Linked DNA regions of Mus musculus: region 2 is linked to region 1. The links are chromatin contacts, called in public HiChIP or PLAC-seq maps. All regions are on one chromosome and are shown on one strand. The core of a region is the stretch at or near the end of the contact, and the rest is flanking DNA. Distances in the headings are between cores, read along the strand shown. Region 1 overlaps Tenm4 (teneurin transmembrane protein 4). Region 2 overlaps Tenm4 (teneurin transmembrane protein 4).

What was found. HiChIP or PLAC-seq counts read pairs in DNA pulled down with a chosen protein or histone mark.
Region 2: a contact with region 1 is called in an H3K27ac HiChIP or PLAC-seq map of embryonic brain, with 7 times the contacts expected there. The contact joins two enhancer-like sites. A contact is called at or near these places in 5 of 39 promoter capture datasets (the C10 cell line, embryonic stem cells, hematopoietic stem and progenitor cells and 1 more), 4 of 15 datasets of contacts at CTCF or cohesin (the G1E-ER4 cell line, embryonic stem cells and large pre-B cells), 77 of 484 Hi-C or Micro-C datasets (3T3-L1-derived adipocytes, 8-cell embryo, the AML12 cell line and 41 more) and 11 of 115 datasets of contacts at active chromatin or transcription factors (astrocytes, a beta-TC-6 cell line, bone marrow-derived dendritic cells and 5 more).

Annotation. Positions count from the first base shown.
Region 1 is chr7:96,748,359-96,752,259 of GRCm38.p6, reverse strand. The region is part of intron 13 of Tenm4 (teneurin transmembrane protein 4); the gene reads right to left. Among named protein-coding and RNA genes, the nearest start is that of Gm15413, 51 kb to the left of the region's middle. Within about 2 kb of position 2,384, at least 24 of the 459 cell types and tissues checked have an H3K27ac peak or open chromatin away from gene starts, as enhancers often do.
Region 2 is chr7:96,910,287-96,914,042 of GRCm38.p6, reverse strand. It overlaps Tenm4 (teneurin transmembrane protein 4), which reads right to left. Exons shown (of 33, transcript NM_001310762.1): 33 at 2,950-3,756. Among named protein-coding and RNA genes, the nearest start is that of Gm22226, 7.9 kb to the left of the region's middle. Within about 2 kb of position 2,207, at least 17 of the 459 cell types and tissues checked have an H3K27ac peak or open chromatin away from gene starts, as enhancers often do.

The DNA of each region.
Region 1 (3,901 bases), core at 1,135-3,634:
GGGGCTCTGAGAGCTCTTACCACCAGACTGAAGAGCAGGGTGCTCTGAAGAGAGACAATCGGGGCCCCTATGGTAAGAGTTGAAGTACTCTCTTACACCTTCATGATGATGGGGGCCATTACAGTCTGTTTGTTTGTTTGTTTTTGTTTTTGAGATAGGGTTTCTCTGTGTAGTTCTGGCTGTCCTGGAACTCACTCTGTAGACCAGGCTGGCCTCAAACTCAGAAATCTGCCTGCCTCTGCCTCCCAAGTGCTGGGATTAAAGGCGTGTGCCACCACTGTCCAGCTTGGGCCGTTACATTCTTAAAGCCTCTACCTCCTGAATGTTGGTCTTACAGGCAAGAGCTACCAGACCACACCTGGTTAGGTAGTGTTGGGGACTGAACCAGGGTTTCAGGCATGCCAGATAATCATTGTAACAACGGAGTGACATCTACAGCCCCTATTTTCATGAGGAAAGCCACAAAGAGAGAGTTTTCTGGAAAAAAAAATCTATCTTGTAAATAGTGGGCCAATACTGTGGGTTACAAAACTACTTTGTGTCCATAGTAGGCCAATACTTTGGGTTACAAAACTACTTTGTGTCCATCAGCCATATCCCTTCCCCTCCTTAGCACTCCAGAGCCACTGGCTTAAGCTCCTGATTTCCCATTGATATCTATTGACTAAACCGCCTTTCCTCTACTCACTTGAGACTCCTGCTTTTGTGAGTGTTGTTTTTTTTTTTTTTTTAAACCGCATTATTGCATCATTGGTAATATTTCTCTGCAGCTTTATGCCATCTAACCTGCTTGGCTGCTATTCTCTTTTAATTACTGTAGATTTATGATGTGGTGAGATCTTTAACATGGACTACCACTCTTCTTCCTCTGGATAGCTCATCTATGTTTCATCTGTCTACTACTCTAGACAAGCTTTAAGCCATTCTGCCAGATCTCTACAGTTCTCTTTAGGTTCCTCTTGGGCATTCTGTCAAACCTACAGATTGTCATCTCAGAATATTTCAACTTTGCTAGCCTAGGAACACGCAATATGTCCTCATTATTCATGTTCTATTTTGCATTGCTCAGTGAAACCTTGCAGTTTTATCGCATAGGTCTTACATAGTTCTCATTAAGATGACACAGTAGTATTTATTAATTTTCTTGAGTAGGATATTTTTAGTATATTGTCCAAGTGGTCTTTCAGGTATTTTGGAAATACTTTGACTTTAGGAAAGTTCACTGTACCTCAGTTACAAATTTGGGTTCCTTATTAAATAGTAGCTTTTTTTTTTTCAAATAGTGATGTGTGTGTATATGTGTGTGCGCACGCACAGACACATATGCATTTTACAAATATAAACACAACACTCACAAAAATACTACTTTGTGTCCATACTTTGTGGATACTTTGTGTCCTGGCCTCAGTCTCTTATTTTTCTTGTTCCCTATATTGGCCAAAGCATCTGAAACAACAGCTACTAGTAGATACATCACATTTTGCTAGTGATTTTAAGGAATCTTTTTGATATTTAAACTAGAAATTTAACGTTGGCCTTGTTCTTTTTGTTTGTTTGTTTGTTTTTGAGACAGGGTTTCTCTGTATAGTCCTGGCTGTCCTGGAACTCACTTTGTGGACCAGGCTGGCCTCGAACTCAGAAATCCACCTGCCTCTGCCTCCCGAGTGCTGGGATTAAAGGTGTAGGCCTGGCTATTGGCCTTGTTCTTGACGCTGCTGTTTGCCCCACTCTTTCTATTTTCAGTATTTTTGTGACTCGATATTGTCATCAGAAGTGCTGTCATTACTCATTGCACACAGAAGCCAGCTCTCAGTACAGGACACAGTGCCCTCAAAAAGTGTCTGAAATTTGCAAGAGTCTCAACCTCAACCAGATGTTGCTGGGTTAGGATCCTGGAGCTTCCGATTTTGGAAATATAGGGTACTAATTGTGACCACACAAGCTCATGAGAAGTCAAGCGAGTTGACGTTCTTCCACTACGCTCAGGGTAATGGTTGGCACTAGGAAAAGCTCAACAGATTGTACTTTCTTCTTCTACCCCTTAAAAGGAAGACAATCAATATCCCAGACGCAAGCTGTCTAAGGAACGCCTTGCATTAATAGGCCTGTGAAATGCAAGTGCCATTTGTGGCAGACACTACGCTGGCCCTCCTGCTTTGGTGCATATGGCCACGTCTCATATTTTCAAACTACGCAGTCCATCTCTTACACCCCAAAGGGATTCTTTTGACCTATGACACCTGATGGAAATAAAAAGGCAAGCTGACATGTAATATGAACCAGGACTGAAACAAACTGTGCTTCCATTAGCCCGGAACATGAGTGTGCTCCGATAAAGGCAGGAAGAGGCAGCAGCTCAAACTGAAAACAGATGTCCGGGCAGTTCTGGCTCTCACTTTTTCTACTGCCCTTCCCATAACCCTCGTGATCCTGTCACTGACGCTGAAGGTCTAGAACTCTGGTTAGGCACTAGGAGCCAGCTCAAGCCTTTGTCAAAGTTGCCACCACTGAACTATAGCTTGATTCTGAAGGAGCCATCACCCCAAGCGGTGGTCCTTGGTACTCAACTCTGTGGCATGGGGAAGTATTAGAGAGCCTTGAGCTCAGTATAGCCTAGATATCTTCCTCATGCAGTGGGAGGGAGACGGGGAGGGGGGGGGGAAGGGATGTTCGCTCATTGGCAAAGGGTGGGGCTGGTATATAGATCTGAGAATCTCAGTTGAAATCGTACCTCTGTTCCTGCCTAATGCTGCTTGGGGGGAGGGGGGCAAGTTTGTTGTTTTCTCGGAACTTGGTCTCTTCATCTGTAAGAGGATATAGTAACTGCTGCTGCCTGTCACCAACCTCAGATTTCTGGTGAGCGCAGGCAGCACTGGGGACTATCCCAATAATAACTCCACACTCTCAGGTGCTGGGCATGCCTCTGAGCATTTTACAAATATCAGTTTCTCTTCATCATTCCCCTCAGGTGGTGGGTGGGTGCTAACACCATCAGTTTTCAGATGAGGAGACTAGGAGCTGGTGGGTTCCACAGCTTGTCCATGGCCACACTGCTAATAAGTAGCACACTGCGCACAAACGCATCCACTCGCATGCACTTCCTAGTTTCTGTGCCCAGGGGTCTCTACTGGTCCTTTGCATGAGAGCTGATCAGCACTGAGGCAGTTTTCACACAGAAGGGGATGCAAGCAGAGTGGCTGTCCTTACTAGAAAGGGTTGTCACCCAGCGATAAGCTCCAACCTGTTATCTTCCTCCTCTGCACCCTTAGGCCTGTTTTTCCCTCAGCACCTCATGTGCTGCCCGCCCCCCCCCCAAGCCTGCTCAGCGCTCATCCGCTCATCCTCTGCCTGTGCCTCCCCCACTTCTATTACTCACCTCCTGGGTCTCCAGCTTTCGTTCCTGGCTTCCTTCCCATTACTGACAACACCCTCAGGGCTCCCCTCACCTTACATAAACCTTTCCAGTCAACCTGCCTCCTCCTCAGGTAATGCCTATCATCTCTGAGCCTGCTCTGTCTAGAAGGAACTGTTTCCATTCTGCCTCCTTCCCTCCTGAACTTGTGGTGACCCTGCTTCTGCCTGCACCCTGCACCAGGGGTAGAAACTGCTCCCACGGAGGGTGCCCTCTGAGGCCTCCCTATTGACCAACTCCAGCAGCTTTCGTGAAGTTGTTCTCCCTAACTTTCCCCACTTCAAGCTCTTCAGATGTCTTCTGTCCTTGGTGGGGCTTCCATCTTTAACCCCGCCCCACTTCCAATTCTAACTTCTTACCTATTCTACCCTGCCCCCTCCCCTCCCCCCTCCACTTCTCCCCTTCCTCCCCTCCCTCCTCTTCTCACCCTCATGCTGAGGTCTCTTGGAACTCCCTCTCCAGTTCAGCACTATCTCCAAACTGTCATTT
Region 2 (3,756 bases), core at 958-3,457, 160 kb before region 1:
GCCTGTGTGTGCAAGGGCATTGTAGCTCGAATGTTTATCATCAGGTGTGAGTTTCCTGGGTTCTCTTGATGCGAGTCAGTCCTAAGCCAACACATGCAAGGATTTTCTTGCCCATTGGATACCCACTCTTTTGGGAATCTGGGGTCCTCTGTGTCTCAGGGTCTTGAGAATGTCCTAGAATTCTGAGAGATTATCAACGCTGGATAAGCAATCTGGGCATGACTGGTCACATAGTTTGCATAATCCAGGATAAGATGAAAATAGACAGTCCCCCTTTGAAAAGAAGAAGAAACAGGCATTCAAGATGGTGACAGCAGAACACTGAACTCAGGGAGAGCCGAGCCCTTCTAAGCATGGAGCTCTGTGGGGCTGCACTGGTCATGGAGCTCTGGTCACTGCCCATGAGGCTGGCTCCAAGTATGGGAGTGGAATACAGTCTCAGGCAATCCTGTGTCTGCTGATGGGGACCTGCTGGACACATGAAAGGTGGTATTCATTCCTCAGTCTCTTCATATGGGAAATTCCTTGGCTCCCTAACTTTAATACCAACATAGCTTAGAATGTGGCACTAGGGAATCCTGGACTCACATTCTGATTCCATCCTTAAACACAAGTCATGAACCTACAGCTCACCTGCCAATCCCACCTCTTGCCTATGGTGTGGGTTCAATCAGGATTAATGCAGACAGCACCTTGTCTAGAGGCAACTCTTACTCTCTCTGCTGAGATCTCACCATTAAACCAGACAGTGCTTGTCCCCAGAAGTATCTGGTCAGGGAGGCTGGGGCAGACATTTGGCCTCAGAGTTGAGTAGCACTCACTTAGTGGGGAGCACTTCCTGTGTGCTTTTGCAGTCAGTTATAGAATAGGAATCAAAGTGGGGAGAGGTCCAGAGACCTGGCAGAGGGTGGGGTGGGCTGTTACAGAATCAGAGATGTGTGCACCGTTCATCTAACAGACATCTATGAGTGCTTCCTGTGGCAGAACCCAGGGGAAACTGGTGAGCAAAGGTACCTAGAGCCCCATCCACTGCTAACTGGAAGTCCTGTCATCTTGGCTGCATTCATTTCTAACCCACGGACCCTCATCACGTGTTCACTCTGGGGCAGGACACAGGACTCTACCAGTCTCTCTGAATGAGGTGACCGAAGGCCCTGTGTGTTCATTCTCAACAGCCAACCCCACTGAGTCTTGGTGAGCTGTCCTAGCAACTTTTACTGGAGTGTAGAGAGGGCCAGAAGTGTCTGGCTCTTCGGGGCAGCTGTGGACTGATGACTCTCCACTGGAGGGACTGGACCCTGAAGTCAAAGAGAGGCCAACCTTCAACGGATGAGGCGCTGGACTCGTATTTGGGACACTGGGAACACACAGAGGATGAAATTTAGTTTTGATTAACCTGGAGAGGAGCTCACTCCTGAAGTGGCCCCGTCTTGAACAGCTCAGGTCAGCTTTAGAGGACGCACTGGGGGCATCTTGTGAGAGCAGAAAGAGTGTCCAAAAGGTTTTGAGTTGATTTCAGCCAGGTGTGAAGACTGTGTGTGAACAACTGACAGGCGAAAGTCTGGGGCTTGACTGAGTGGTCCAAGAGCTCAGGCAGCCCATTGTGGTACATGCAGAGGGAAAGGTAGATGGGGTAGGGGTGTCGGGGTGTGGGCTAGCGCAGCTGCCCACTGGGAGAAAGGGGAGGTTCTGCTGACTCGGGGCATCTGAAGTGTCACACACATTAAACAATTTATTATGTACACAGCATTGAGGGTAGCATAGTTACCAGCAGTTCTCAAAGCAGTAATACCTGGGAACCGATTAGAACTGCATGTTCTGGGGCTACCCTCCAGGCCTGCTTATTTGGGAATTCAGGGGGAGGGGGAGGTGCTATACGTTCATAAACTGCAAGTCAAAGCTTGAGAAACATTATAGAGTACAGAGTGCTAAGCTTTGGACAGCAGTTAAGGGTCTGGGTTGGCTGGGCTGGGCAGAGGGGGCATGGTGTTCTGAGCAGTGAGCTACTTTACATACATCCTTCTTTAAGTGACACAAGAAGAAATCGACCAGGAGGTCTGTGTCACCATGCCCTCATGGAGAGGCACGATCTGGCGTGCAGAGTACCTCAGTGACCAAAGGTCAGGTCGTAGCACCGGAACCCCTGTCCATGCTGAGGTGGCTCACAGTGGAGGGCTGCGCTGCTGATGCTGCCTGTCACTTCTGCCGTGATGTCTCCATCCAGCCTGCATGGAAGGAAGGGGCCTATTATAGCTTGACCCTCCTTTCCCTAGAGCTTAGCATGGGCCAACCTGGGGTCAATGAGAGTGGGATGGCATTCCTGACTTAGAAGGACGGTTGTTTGAATTTTCATAAAGTTTGCCACATACACCCGGGAGCTGGGCTCAGTAAATAATCTCTTCAAGACTACCAGCATTCACCCCTGACACTGAGGTCTCATAGCTTAAGTGTGCGATTAAAAGAGAGAGGTTCCCACGCACTGTGATTAGAACTACGCTAGATTGGAAAGAAAAGAACACAGCAGGAAAACACCTACACTACTCAAGGAGTTTTTCTCCTCTCTCCCTAAGTTGTACTATGTGGTTATTATCACGTCTCAGTTGAACACGCGCCTGTTAATTTGTAAGGTGCAGTAACTCTGTGGCAGGTCCTGCGTTTGGTGGTGGATGGGGCCAGGTGTTCCTGCCCCTTGGAATCTGTCTTTGAAGCCAGTGAGCATAAGAACCAGGCTAGGACACAGCTTAAGGCAGTTTGGCACTAGCTAAGGTGAGAGCTGCCTCTGTGTGTACCTCATCTTTTAGTAAGTGAGGCCTCTGGTCTTCTGTGATCCTCCAGACACCGCTGTTCATGACAGGTAGGACCTGCAAGGGACTCTGGGACTAAGATGGGGGTCTTCCTCCAGCCCTCCTGGTAACTGCCACTGTCTCCCAACAAAGGCCACTGCACACCTTTAAACACAAAATAGTCTTTTATTTGTCAACGAAGGCTACACGGGATCACTTCTGGTTTTGTTTTTATGCTTTCCCCCCTTTTTTCTAGAAGGTATCTACATCTGCATTTATTTACAGCCTTGTTGGTATTTACACAGTCAAGAATACAGTGTTAGAAACACAAAAGTGTTGAGAAAAAAACTTCTCAAAATTAGTTCCAGACTTCAGGAAAACTATTTCCACATGGTAAGGCCAGAGTCTCCAGTGTTGGTCATCCAGAGGCAGCTCATTATCGTCCTTTGCCAGAGCTGCGGGTTCAGAAGTCCTCAGAATGACGGGCACATTTAGAACAGTGGGGTTCTGGTGATGAGTGGATTAGAGCTGCTGGGAACCACCAGACATCTGTGGGTCAGCTTCTGCGGGGACAGCCGAGCCTGCCCACGGGCAGTCAGCCCTGAACCATCAGCCCTTAGAATCAATCACATTTTTCTTAGGGACTAGGAAGTAGCCCAGTCTCACGCCTTTGGCATTCCCCAGAGGGTAAGAAGTACAACACAGGGCCCCACCGAGGCCTCTGAAACACAACACAGGGTTCCCACCCCATGCTTCCCCACCTTTGATCTTCCACAACACCGTGAAACCGCATAGCCCGCCACTGTTCCGGGCAGTCAAGTACACAAGGCTGGTTTTTGAGAATGATGGGTTGGAGAGGATAAAGTTTCAGTCACCTGAGCAATGAGTCTTTAAAATGAGTTTGCTGTTTTGGGAAGGCTAAATAAAAAGGTCTTGAACCACAGAGTTCATTTTTTACTTCCGTCCCCTCTCA